2 separate regions of the Mus musculus genome follow, and region 1 is linked to region 2. Evidence: chromatin contacts called from public Hi-C data. All regions are on one chromosome and are shown on one strand. Each heading gives the region's core, a stretch centred on a gene start, on an enhancer-like site or on the middle of the called end of the contact. The rest is flanking DNA. Distances are from core to core; before and after follow the strand shown. Region 1 holds the start of Synm (synemin, intermediate filament protein). Region 2 overlaps Ttc23 (tetratricopeptide repeat domain 23).

The links. A called contact is a pair of places that touch in the nucleus more often than the background predicts.
Region 1: a contact with region 2 is called in a Hi-C map of Sertoli cells, with 5 times the contacts expected there. The contact joins the promoter of Synm here to the enhancer-like site in region 2. A contact is called at or near these places in 21 of 39 promoter capture datasets (the 3T3-L1 cell line, 3T3-L1-derived adipocytes, cancer-associated fibroblasts and 13 more), 5 of 15 datasets of contacts at CTCF or cohesin (CD8 T cells, the NIH/3T3 cell line, embryonic stem cells and 1 more), 240 of 484 Hi-C or Micro-C datasets (the 3T3-L1 cell line, 3T3-L1-derived adipocytes, the 4T1 cell line and 120 more), 48 of 115 datasets of contacts at active chromatin or transcription factors (CD8 T cells, the NIH/3T3 cell line, PVALB interneurons and 32 more) and 5 of 9 other capture datasets (adipose tissue, embryonic stem cells, embryonic tail and 2 more).

What each region holds. Positions count from the first base shown.
Region 1 is chr7:67,755,812-67,762,759 of GRCm38.p6, forward strand. Synm (synemin, intermediate filament protein) reads right to left here and starts at 3,931. Exons shown (of 5, transcript NM_207663.3): 1 at 3,008-3,931. The coding sequence starts at 3,817.
Region 2 is chr7:67,685,348-67,692,256 of GRCm38.p6, forward strand. The region is part of intron 6 of Ttc23 (tetratricopeptide repeat domain 23); the gene reads left to right. Among named protein-coding and RNA genes, the nearest start is that of Gm34140, 29 kb to the right of the region's middle. Within about 2 kb of position 3,099, at least 12 of the 459 cell types and tissues checked have an H3K27ac peak or open chromatin away from gene starts, as enhancers often do. A contact at or near this core is called in Sertoli cells, astrocytes, extraembryonic ectoderm and 1 more, where this site is marked.

The DNA of each region.
Region 1 (6,948 bases), core at 2,681-5,180, 71 kb after region 2:
CACTGCCTGCTCTTCCAGAAGTCCAGAGTTCAATTCCCAGCAGCCACAAGGCTCACAACCATCTGTAATGAGATCGGATGCCCTCTTCTGGTGTGTCTGAAGACAGCAATAATGTACTTACATTTAAAATAAACAAGCAAATAAAAAACAAGTAAACAAATCTAAAAAACAGAACAAAAACAAACAAAAAATCCCAGTCACCCTCTGCTTCATTGTCCAGCTCTGCTGGCTTCCCAGGTTCCCGATGAGCACACACTGGTGCCACATCACCATGGCCTCCTGTGGCCTCTTTCTTTGTTATTTTTCACTGCTTTATCCTTAGCTACAAAGAGGGAGACTGGCACCTGAGGTCCCAACCACCATTAATTGGATAAATTAATAGAAGCCATCCAACCAATAGCAACCTGTGAGCTGCTTTTCATTTTCACAGAGCGGGAAACAGGGCGAGGAAGGGGTTAATGAGCTTAATCTTGAAGAAATCTTATACTCTGAGATAGAGTGAGAGTCAGAATTCAGCCCCAAATAGGAAGGCTACAAGAATGCTGAGCTTAACTACACAGCTAATCCTGTCTGCCTTCTTTTCAAAAGAAATGTCTCCTTAGTGTTTTGGAATCGTTCACAAATGGTTGGAGCTGGCAGCTAAGAGTCTCCATCGCAGAACAAAGTCAGTGTTTCTAGGGTAAAGCTGGAGTAAATGACAACATCTTCAAGGCCTTTCTCAGGCCCCTTGCAGGTCTTCTAACATCCCCTGCCACTAGGATACAGAAAAAAAAAGCCAATAAATAAATAAATAAATAAATAAATAAAAATACAAGCTAGAATAATACACCATGAAGGGTCTGAAAACACCCTCGGGTTCCATGAGAGCAGGCTATCTCTGGGCTAGCCCTTAGAAAAAGCAGTTATCACTGGACCTGTGCAAAGTTAAAGGTTTAAGAGAGGACGCATGGCCCAGCAGTGAGCTGCTCACATGAGCCTGGATGGAACTCTGTTTTGGCCACTTATAGACTGATGGCTCACCCTCGTCTTTACCATCTGTAAAACAGGGCTCATGTTAGTATCCACCTTCTGAGATTGGTGTGCGGACTAAGAGTGAACACATGGACTAGGCCTGATGCCTCCCAAGGCTGTTAGCAGTGCAACGTTTCTACAGAAAGTCAGCTTAGCCAGTCTTTATATTTTCAGTCCTCCAGACTGAGCATCTAAGAAACTTGGGGTGGGGGGAGGGGAATGGTAAAGGCTTGGGGTTGAAACAATATTTTCTCCTTCATATAATTCGGAACACTGTTTATGATTGGGGAGAAATGTTTCAGAATGGAATCTGAAATGCAGTTGCTTTAAGATAGCTGGGCAAAGAGTTACAATACAGGTAAGATTGCAGCTGGTAACATTTAGCAAAGGCAAAAACCTAAACAAATTGAGACTGAAGAAGAAATCCAGGTCCTTCACACTGTCCTGCTCTTGTTTCCAGGGGGGAAAAGCCAACTCTGAAACAGAGAGATCCCAGGGTGGGGAGCCAAGGGTGGGGTCCTATTGCAAGTCAGGTGTGACCTCAGGTACGACTTCATTAGTGGTCTGGAGTCCTTGTGGAAGGGCTGGACAGTGATTCTATACATACTTCCAATTCCTAGTCTTTCCTCCATTTGGGGAACTCTGCTTCTCTGTCTCAGATTTGCTCCTGAAGATTTTATTAGTGGGAAAAGGTTAGGCTGTTATAAGAACCTTAAAGCCAGAGCTTCTTCAAGGTCCATGATCTCCCACCCACTCTCCAGCTCTTTGGCTACCAAAATCCTAGCCCATCGCTGGGGAACCAGAAAAAAAAAAAAAAAAAAAAAAAAAAAGAGATGCTGACTACCAGCTGCTGGTCACATCACCCCAGTCATCCACTCCACACATTTTAGAAAATGACATCACAACATCTCCAACCTTCAGCTCCTAGCTGCAAACTCTTCTCTTCAAATATTTCTTGAAGTTGTGCTCATCTTACTCCAGACCAACTTCCTGAGAGCCCCTCATCGTGTGATTTGGGAGTAATTCCAATTCTGGCTGGGAGTGAGCTAGGTTGGGAGCCAAACACTAGGGCCAAACTGAGCGTCCAGAGAATAAATCAGCCACAGGTATCCGCACACATCGTCAGAGGGTTAGAGCTCAGCTGCTCTGACATAAGAACCGTTTATATTAGTCTGTAGTTGTAATAACATCTCACCACAGGGTCCTGCTTTCTCCTGGTTTTTACACAACCCAGAGATCTGCCCTCAGCTCGTACTGTGAGCAAAACAACTCTGACCCTTTTTCTGTATGACAGTTACTTAGTCCTCTCGCGGGAAGAAACAAAAACCAGAAAAATAAGACATCTGCTCGAGGAGCTACAAGCAGCTGTCTCCAGCTGGGAAATCATTCTGGCAAACAAAAACAAAACAAAACAAAACAAAACAAAAAGGTGCTTGGAGCCCTCTTTAAGCATGGTGAGCCTCCTGGGGAGGACTTGGCAGTGCCTTGCAACCTCTCAATGTGTTGCCTATCCAGGTCTGAAGTCTGGGCTGAGTTTTGGATTTCAGGCTACAAGCTCTACAAAAGCGCAGGAAAAAGAAAAAGAAAAGAAGAGAGGAGAGGAGAGGAGAGGAGAGGAGAGGAGAGGAGAGGAGAGGAGAGGAGAGGAGAGAACAAAAACAGAACTAACAGGATCGTTGATCAGGATGTGCCTAGACACGTCTGGATCTAAAGGTAATCCAACTAACAGGATGATGGGCACTAGGCTAGCCACCGGGACCTGTCACATGGCGTCAGTCCTCCGATTTAAGGATCATTGCACCAACCCCTTATTCTTAGACTAGCTATATGCCAGAATCCCGTCGCTTCATAAATAGCAAAGCTGCTGGCAGCGTACGCTTCCCTGGGTGGGGCTGAACCAGCTGGGTGTCCCGGGAACCCCTGCTGCTCGCCTACTGGGTGCACAGGGGTGCGTGTACAGGCTATTAGGGAAGGGGCGCGGTCCCTGCCCACGGACCTGCCGCTCCTCCGCCTGCATCCCGTACTCCTCGCGCATCCGCAGCAGCTCATCCTCCAGCCTCGCGCGCAGCTGCTCCAACTCCAGCGCCTGGTTCCGCAGCGCGTCTGCCTCCTGCGCGCACAGCCGCGCCTCGTCCTCCGCCTGGAGCCGGCTCTCTTGGCCGCGGCGCAGCGCCTGCTCCAGCTCGCGCACCTCGTCCTCGTACAGCTGCACGCTCTCCCTCCACGACTCGGCCACCAGCAGGGCGTAGCTGTCGTGCACGTCCCGCAGGCGCGGCGGGGGCGCGGCGGGGCTGGTGGCGCGGGCTCGGAAGTGCATGGTGAGGCTGGCAGCGCGGGCTCGTAGATCTCGCACTTGGCGTTCGTGGGCAGCGTCCAAGTCGCGGCGCTCAGTTTCCAGCCGGCCCAGCAGCGCCTCGAGGGCGGCGCGCGCGCCCAGAGCCTCCTCTAGCTCCCGCCGTTGCGCTCCCAGCTCGGCATCCAGGCGGCTGCGGGCAGTGCCGGCTTCCACACCCTCCCGCTGCAGCTCCAGCAGTTCCCTCCGCAGCGCGTCGCGCTCGCCCTCGGCCAGGGCTGTGGACCAGTTCAGTTCATCTAGCTGCTGTCGTAGGCTGCGCGCCTCCTCGGCGTAGAGTGCCTGATCCTCAGCCCAGCGGTCCTCCCGGCTCAGCCGGCTGCGCAACTCCTCCTCCAGTAGCAGGTTCTCGCGCTCCAGCTCTCGCACCCGGCACACGTAGTCGTAAAGCCGGGCGTTGAGCTCCTGCAGCTCCGCCTTTTCAGAGCCCGTCTGCAGCCGCCAGGACAGCATCTTGCTGGGTGTGCCGGACCCTTTCGATTAGCCGCTTGCCTCCTGCCCTGATCTTGTCCCCTCCGCCCCGCCGCGCCGCGCCCGCCGCGCCGCTGCCTCGGAGGCCCTTGGACTGGCGCACCGACTGGCGAGCTTCCCCACTTAGTGGCCCGGTCGCGCGGCTGTGGACTTGGGCCATCGCCTCCAGCCAATCAGGACGCGGCCCGCGCGGCCACTGCGGCCGGACAGCGCCCCCTGCCGGACAGATCGGGCCATGGCGAGGCTGCCCAGCACTGGCCCCCCTGGTGGCCCAGGGTAATCCCACGTGGGTTGTCGGATTACTGCGTGCTGGCTATCTGGGACACCTTATGAGGCTCCCCGTTGCTACTCCTAGGGCGCAACTAAGGCACCCCTGAGTCCCAGCTTTCTTTAATGAAAAATAGTTGCCATTAAATGAGAGATCCTTTTCGTAGAGGAAGCTTCTAATTGGTTGCTCTGGAGATGAGGGGCAGGAGGTGTATTCTTTAAACTAGAGTTATAGTTCAACAATAAAGAGCTTGCCAGATAAAGAATATGCCAGGCCTGGATATCAATATCCACCACCACAAAACAACTTTGCGCATGTATATTGCACATCCGTATATACACATATACCTGTTATGTTTTTTAAACTAAGACCATTTCAGTAATTTTGCTTTTATTTTTTATGTGTGTGAGTGTTTTGCCTGCATGTATTTGTACCACGACGGTGCACACAGACGCCAGAAGAGGGCGTCAAATCCCCGTGAAACTGGAGTTAAAGGCAGTTGTTAGCCAAAATGTGGGTACTGAGAATTGAAACCACATGCTCTGCTGCCAGTGCCCCTAACCACTGAGTCATGTCTTCAGCCCTACATATACATTTTTAACTTCTGGCATGAATGCATCTCCATTTGCCAATATTATATGTTTAGGTAAGATTTCCTTTCCACGCAGAGTGGGAAACGCTGTTACCTTCTTACTTGCACAAACCACCTTCATGGGACTTTATGCTTTGCAATATTAGCATCATTCTGGTGGAGAAAGAACCTAGAAAGACTTTGAAGTGCTCTGAGCACAGAACATTCTAGACACCTACCATCTCTCCAGACTTTTGCAACTGCCTTATACACACCCCCATTATGACAGCCTGGGAGGGGGGCCGCTGTCTCTTCTTTCAGCAGTGTGCCCTTAAAGCACTTAGTTTAATTGCCATAGAAACCACAGCTCTCTCAGTTTGTGCATACTTGCATCTCATTGCATTACACGACAGTTACAAAGGATGGTAGCCAGAGTCAGTAGCATTACAGAGCGCAGGAATAGGCACAGGTGGCCCTAAGTAGGGGGGTGGGGGGTATTCAGCACCAAGGCATTGGCCTGGGAGCCCTGGACTCTGTTCTTCCGTTCTCCCATCCACAGGGGCACATCAACACTTTGGTCCTTGGTGATCATCACTCAACCTTCTAGATTACTCATCCTGAGCGCCCTGGCCTTGACCACCCCACAACAGCCGACCCTCACAGGGCAGCTACAGAGTCACCTGGACTCAGCTGGAACCGTTAACTCTCATCATATTGAATGTCCAGACTTCCAGTTCTGTCTAGAGGTAGGGAGCCATCACACATCATTGGCCCCAATTAAGAGGTTGCTTTGCTCTGACTCCTTGGGTTTTTCTTGCTTCCCCCCACCCCCACCCCGAGTGTTGAATTGTAAAACTCAAAACTTCTCCTCACTTCTGCTGTAAACCCATCTCTCAGGAGATGACTGCTCTGGGGGCATAGCTTAGCAGAAGAAAGACAAAGTCAAAAACTTGTGCTACTGCTTACTATTGCAAAACAATATCCCACTGATCAGACTTAATCCTCAGAACTGAGATTCGGAGACATGGGCTAGTGTCCTTAAATATATGACTGTGAAGTGTGGGAAGAAGTGAGCATATTAGAGGTGACCAGGGGAGCCAACCTGAGCAGGCAAAGGCTGCACATTCAAAAAGAAGAGCCTAACCAAGTGGGAGGGAGGAGAGGGCTATTTGCGAAGGATGTGGGGGTGGAGAAGCACCAGTGACCTAGGGAGTAGCAAACCAAGAGCCTTTGTGCCCAAGTGCTAGCGGAGCCTGGAGTTCTGAGATACGGCCTCTGGACAGAGGAGAGCTGCAGAATATACCCTAGAAGGGAGAAGGTGAGCCCAACCTCTCTTTCCTGCTGCTCTCCTGCCAGGGTCTCCCACTGCAGAAGCCTGGCAGTGGTGTATGGGATAGGTCTCCTGCTGTGTGAGGCTGCCAGTTGTTACATGTGAACCATGGGGTCAACACAGCTACTGTGGAAAATAAGTATACAAGCTTATAATTCACAATACAACAAGAGGGAGATAAATACTCAAAATGTAACATGTCCTAATCACTCAACTGCATTTTCTTATCTGTTCTTGAAATTCTACATAGTTAATGTTCATGAATGTCATGTCAGGGTGTTGAATATTTGCACTATAGAAATCAGCCAGTGATTTGTTATCTTTGGCTGGGACCTTGCTTTGTGGATTGTCTAGCCTTAGTCTTCCCTTTGGTGTGCATCTGTTAAGACGATGGGTTAGCCAGGTGGTGGCTGCAACAGTGCACACCTTTAGTCCCAACACTGGGTAGGCAGAGGCAGGTAGATCTCTGAGTTCCAGCCTGGTCTAGAGACTGAGTTCCAGGACAGCCAGGGCTACACAGTGAAACCCTGTCTCAAAAAAACAATCAAACAACAACAACAACAACAAAAGACTACAGGTTAAACTTAGCAGTGTGTTATGATGTATCTATTGGACTGGGAATAGGGTAACACCTTTTTCAGTATCTCAGAACTATTATCCAGGCCAGCGAAGAAGTTCAGAATGGAGATTCATCACTATTTGGCCTTGCTTGATAAACAAAAATATTAACAAGAATTCATACCATGCTATACCTATTCATCAACTGCAACCATACACTAATGTCCAAGTCCTCAAAAAGCCACAAGAATATTCTATAAGAATCAATTGATTATATTGATTATATAAGGAGTATTGGATATTTTGCTATTGCTTATAATAAGAATGTGAAAGCTGTCTCAAAGGTGCCACAATATAGAAAGAGATGCACTTTTTATTAATATCTG
Region 2 (6,909 bases), core at 1,849-4,348:
CATCACCCTGTCATGATGCCACACAGTTTCTCTACTGTGTAACAACTATTTCCTCACATTCACCTAATTAGCATTCTATAGTCTGCTCCCTGTCAAATACTTCTAAATTTAATATCTATTGATAACGCTTTCCTTACAGATTCTTAACCGTGAGAGTGGTAAAATTCTGGTTTTCTAGTCTATCATTCCTACTGCATTGATCAGTTGACATTCTGCTGTTAGGAATAGCTCCCACTTCATCCCCAGCAAATAGGTAACAAATATATATATAATTCACAAGCATGAGGCAGCAAGAGCTAACTGGGAATGGTGTGGGCCTTTGAAACCTCAGACCCACTCCCAGTAACACAGCTCTTCCACCAAGGCCACGCCTCCTAATCCTTCCCAAACAGTTCCACAGCTGGGGACCTGATCAAATATATAGGCCTATGGGGGCCATTCACATTCCAACCACCAGAGAGTGAGACTACTCGGTAAAGTATAGTATGCTTGAGGTGACTTTATATTATTGCAAAATGCATTGCTATTTTTCTCTCATTTTTACTATACTTCTGAGTTGCCTTTCAGAGACACATACTGTTCGTAACTTGTACTTATGTGTATAAGAGCACCAGTTTGTCCATAGCCTGTTTCAGCAAAGCGTATTGTCGAGCTTTCAAGTTAGTTCCAATCTGATGGGTGAGAAATGACATTTCAATATAGCTTAAATTTGCATTTCTATTTTTAAAGTTGAACATCTTTTCACATGTTAAAGGCACTCTAAGTCTTTCTGTGAATTGTCTTTTTGTGTGACTTACTCATATCATTTGCCAATTTATAAATAGGATTTTTGATCTACCTTTTAATAGCTGTTAAAGGCTCTTTATGTATTAACAATATTGATCCTGGTATCCATGATACATATTGTAAATATTTTCACCCAAATTGTCATTTGTTTTTTAATTTTTCTCATTTCTTACTGAGCTCATTTATACAACATTAAACCTATTCTCTTAAAGTGTTATATTTATAAGTTTTTGCAACTGTTATCTAATTGCATTGTTTTTGAAAAACAATGAAGCCATTAGCTGTCATTTCCCAGTCCCTTCTCCTGACAGCTGTCAGGTTACTGTCTGTGTGGATTTGCCTGTCGGGACACTTTATATAAACAGAATCTGACAATGTACGGCCTATGGCATCTGAGTTAATATATTCACTGGCTAGGCATTTGTTTTTATTTCAGTTCTTTTCATGTATTTCACTATATAGACATACTAGATTTTTATCAATTTACCATTTGACAGACATTTGGGCTGTTTCTGCTTTGGTGCTGCATAAGAATTTATACTCAAGCTTTCTATGAACATACATTTTTGTTTCACTTGGGTGTAAGACTAAGAGTAACCACTGAGTGGCATCTAAGCTTTGAGGAGCCACTGGGCTGTTTTCCAAAGTTACCTCAGTCTTCATGTTCTTACCAATGAGGTGCTCCAACATTAGGGTCCCTCCGTGTCCTCACCAGCGCGTCTTGTCTGTATTTTTAACTGCAGCTGTTTTATCAAGTAATGTGATGTTTGAATTAAGTTTTAGTTTCTCTCATTACTAGTTGTGTACCTTTGTATGCTTGTTGGCCATTTTTATACATTTACTGAAATATGTTGATTCGAATCTCGTGCCCATTTTAGACAGTTCTTTGTCTCTCCGTTCTTCTCTGGGAGTTGTTTTCATTTCCTGGTGCCAGAGCCTAAATGCCCACCAGAGGCATGAAGCTAATGATTGCCTCCAGCCACTGTCCTGATGGTGTCCTTCCAAGTGCAAAAGCTTTTACTTCTAACTAAGTCTAATTTGTCTATTTCTCTTTCTTTTTTCTTTTAGCTTCACATCTAAGAAACCACAGGATAATCTAAGTTCACAAAGAATTGTATCTATGTTTCCTTAAAACAGTTCATGGATTTTAGTTCTGACATACAAGGCCTTTGAATTTTTTTGTGTGGTCCTTCGTAAAGGATCAACTTCCCTCTTTGCATTTGGCTATCTGGTTATCTCAGCATACCGTTTATTGAGAAGCTTATACACTCACTATGGAATTACCTCAGCATGACCGTCACAATCAAATGACCATAAGTAACAGGGCTTATTTCTAGACTATCAACTCTATTCTATGGATCTAAGTTTTGAAATCAGTAACTGATCTTCTTACTTTGTTATTCTTTTCCAAGAATGTTTTAACTCTTGTAAACTCCTCGTGTTCTCCTAGGAATTTTAGGATCAGCTTGTCAATCTCTGCACCTCTTCCCCACAAGTAATTGTGCTGGAATTTTGAAAGGCATTGCATTTTTATTCATAATCATTTGTGTGTGTGTGTGAGAGAGAGAGAGACAGAGACAGAGACAGAGACAGAGACAGAGACAGAGACAGAGAGGTATATGTGTGAGTACAGCCACACACATTAAAACGTGGTTCTCTTCTTCCTCGCTGGGTTCTGGGTTTCTGGGACCGAACTCAGGATCTAAGACTTGCTTGGCAAATGCTTTTATGTGCTGAGCCATCTTGTCAGACATGTTTGTTACATGTGATGCCTATTATAGGAGGAATGGTTTCCTTAGCTTCTTTTTCTGAGTATTCACTGATAATAAAGAAAAATAAATGCTTTTTAATGATTGTCTGTGTATTGCAACCATGCTGAGCTTCTTGGTGATTTTTTTCTGATTCATTTGTCTCCATATGTTCCAATTTTTATCTTTTGTTGCACTTAGATTTAGAATTTAAGTTAAAAGTCTTTCTTCCCTGGGTTATAGAAGAATTCACTTGCTTTTAGAGTACTTGGCAATTTTGATAGTTAACTATTATTTTTATTTATTCCTAAGGCTAATAAAGATTAAAGAGTGTTTTAAATCCAGGAGAGATTTGGCAAAGCAAAAATAGCATTGAATTTGAAGTCAGAAAACCAGGCTTGGAGTCCAGACTCTCTGTTTAGTACTCTTTGATTATAGACTAGTCACCCAGCCCCTGTAACAACAACAAATCTACAAAGACACTTTCCACTTAGCAGAACTCCTCCAGGTTCCAAAATACTAAGTGCTTTGTGAACTCCAGGCCCACTGCCAGGGTAAACGGCTTTTACTTATTTATAGTAATTATTAACTACTTATCACTGTTCCCTTTTCTTGAGATTTACCTGAGGAATGGAAGGGTACAGAGTGGCCATAGGTCTCCAAGGAAACCGTGGGTAGTAGGCATTTACTAAATATACACAAATGGGGGTTTGTTATCTTCACAGTTGGTTTTCTTTCATCCCTTTGGAGTGAGAAAAATACACACAGAGGAAAAGACGTTTTAGTTTCAGTAGAATGCAGAAAAGTTCCACAGTATTTTAAGAAGTAGCCCATTAAGATGGAAAAAAATAAAGGAAGCCCAACAGAGCCACTGCACAAGAAAAGTTCCAGGAACTTAAAAGAAGTGCTGCCTGCCTGCCTGCCTGCTGGGATTGTGGGAAAGCCAGGCAAATGTTCCTGTTTGTGAAACTCCACATTGAGAGATGTTAGTAATCACACCTTATTATCTAAACTAAAAAGTCACAAGATTTCCTTGCTGTGGGTACAGCTGCTTTGTTCTGTTTGCAGGCCGTGAAGACCCCAGCTCTGCTGGCGGAATCACTCTTCACTTCTCTGACACTTGAGTGGCACATTTCTCTTGTTCAGTTTTCAGAGCATCTCAGCTGCAAAAGTAGGGACCTTTGATTAGCAAAGGTTCATGAAATCAGAGCATTTGTACTCTACAAAAGGTGGTAGAACCAGAAGATGTGGCTTCGGTCCACACCAGCTAAGGGCACTCACTGACAGCTGGCTGCTCAGACCTGCTCCAGGTGCTCTGTGGGTAGTGGCGCTTCTCACCACCTGAGCATCTGCTGTGGCTCTACCACAGGCATAATTCATTTTATTAGAAATAATCCAAATAAGACTTGTGCTAAAATTTTCAGATCTCTTGAGAAGCTAATTGTACTGGCTAGTTTTGTGTCAACTTGACACAGCTGGAGTTATCACAGAGAAAGGAGCTTCAGTTGAGGAAATGCCTCCATGAGATCCAACTGTAAGGCCTTTTCTCAATTAGTGATCAAGGGTCCTTGTGGGTGGGACCATCTCTGGGCTGGTAGTCTTGGTTCTATAAGAGAGCAGGCTGAGCAAGCCATGGGAGGCAAGCCAGTAAAGAACATCCCTCCATGGCCTCTGCATCAGCTCCTGCTTTCTGACCTGCTTGAGTTCCAGTCCTGACTTCCTTTGGTGATGAACAGCAGTATGGAAGTGTAAGCTGAATAAACCCTTTCCTCCCCAACTTGCTTCTTGGTCATGATGTTTGTTCAGGAATAGAAACCCTGACTAAGACACTAATGAAGGCTTTATTCTTTACACAAAATTCTAAGTATGACATCAGTCTGGGCACCGTACAGATGATTGCTGTTGCTCTTAAGGCAAACCGAGAGAGCCTGCCTCCTGACCGCCCCCTAGCAAGCCTGGCTCGGCCACCCCATTGTTCTCAATAGTCCAGTGAAGGCTAACAGTGAACAGCAGAAAACGGAGACCTTACCAGTGTGACCACATAGGGAAAAGAAGAGGTCCAGTGACAGCCGTGGCTGAAGGCCATCCTCAAGGTCCTCAGATTGGGGCTGGGTTTCGTTGGAAAGCAAGCCCTCTGCACCACTGAGCATCCCTGGTCAAGGTCATCGATGTCTTGGCTCTGGTCTCTCCTGCAAGGTTGTCTGACAACTTGCAAATCTCTTTCCAAGGGAGAAGATCCCCTCTGGCTGGCACCAGAGCTCTACCCTTTTCCTTCTTTCAGCATGAGATTCTTGGGGCAAGTCCTTGGTTTCAATAGTCTGGTAGCCAAAGGGAGGGGCTCAATAGTCTCTTTAGAATATCTTCGTTTTGTCAGAATACTGACACTTTATCTGCCCGAAGGTGCCCAGTGTTGACGCTGATTGAACTTCTTCCTCTGTATATCTGCCGGTGGATGTCGATTAGGAGTCAGAGTAAAGGAGACGAGGAGGAGAGCAGAAGGAAGGGATATTTGATGGCATGAAAAATGAGAGTGTGACTCTGTGACCGTGTTTATAAAGTTAAAAGCCATCAAAGGGAAACTAGTCTTACGCAACCTGGATGAAAAAGATAACTCAGAGATACAGGGACAAAAGACAAGAACAATCTACAGAAACGAAAACAAATGGGATAGGCCGTTTATAATCCTTAACTTCAGTTGTTATTTAAAAAAAAAAAATGGCTGTGTAACTACCCACCAGCAGGCTGGAGTCGCCTGGGAAATGAAGGCAAGTATGTGTTTGTGCATGCATGCATGTGCACGTGTGTGTGTGTGTGTATGTGTGTGTGTGTACATGTGTGCATATGTGTTTGCATACACACATCAGTATTTCTCGACGCTGCACAGGAAGGCCTTCAGAGTGAAGGACTGCAGTATGGAGTGGGAGGAAGGATGAAGCATGGAAATAGAAGGAAGCTTTCTGTTTTGTTTTGCTTTAGTTTGTTTCTTCCTTTCAACCACTTATGATTTTATGCATTTAAAATCTAGTTAAGTTTTAAGAAAGCTCACATTTGCAGGCGAATGAAAATATTAGCCCTTGGCATGCCTATTTTGTGGTCCCTATGTGATATCTCTATAAAGATGCTAATCCCTATAGATAATGGGACTTCTTCTGAGCCCTTTGGAGGAGATAAGACTGGCACCTGGAGGAAAGCCACGGAGGGTTCTCTGTGACTATTAAAAGAAACAGACCTTGTCCAGGATGTCCATTTTTAGATGTGACTTCCTATTCATCTAATCCCCCTGGGATTTCCAGGACCGCCCTTTGCTTGGCCTGGCCTTTCCAGCTACCCCAGCCCCTCAGAAAAGGCTTCCCTCCTGGACAGAGACTGGGAGGAAGGGAAGTGGCCACCCTGCACCGTAACCTGACCTGTCTTGCATAAGGCTGTCACCTCAAAGCCAAAGATGGAATGGCCATTCATGGCAGGGCAGGGACGGGAAGCTGGTCAGTTATAAATAAGGCCAGCAAAGCCCAGGCCTCGCAGTGACGATGGGCCTGAGCCCATAGTGAAGGCAGGAGCTTGGACTGACGCAGGAGGCAGAAGACTAAAGCAGGAGGCAGAACACTTGGTGATGCCTGTCCTGTCCACCATCCCTGCTTCTTCCCTCCATCAGTGTGGCTTCCACGGTCCTCAGGAGCAACCTGGGTGCCCATTTACTGGTACCTCACTATTCCCTGGCCAGTTTACTCTAGTTTTTGACAGAGTCCATACTTAGTAGCCACCCCCCCCCCCGCCTTTACTGATGCTTAAATAGTTTTCCATTACACTGATAAGAACGTCATCTTTCTGTGAGCTTGATTTGTTTGAGAACAGTTTGGGCCAAGACAGCATGTGAATGTGTATTGTAGGCCTTAGGCTGACTCTGCCCTGTGCCGACCAACCATGTGACCTTGGTGTTTCACGTCTCCACAGTAATATGGACTCGCAGTATCTGTCACTGGTCCTTTGGGGTTAAGCAAAATGGTGTCCACAATCCGCCTAGCACCATACTTAGCAAAGTGAACGCATGTTCCCCGTGGGTCCCTTCTCCCACCTCCTACCCGCAAGCATGCTAGCCTCTGCTTTACAGATGCCCTAGTTGTTTATTCCTAAATTGAGACTTGGTCACCAACCCCGTGTCTTCTCTTGGTCTAGGTAAATATTCTCTAAGTCCACAAATGTTTCCTGGGCCACTTGTATACTTACTCTGTCTGTACTTAGCTATAGAAGAAAACACTTCCCTCTGGATCCATGATTCCCCTAATTGTTACCAGGTAGAGGGGGGAAATCTGTCCCCAGTCCCCCAGGTACCCTGTTACCAAGTGTTTCTGCATACATAGAAATACCGTTATCTTTC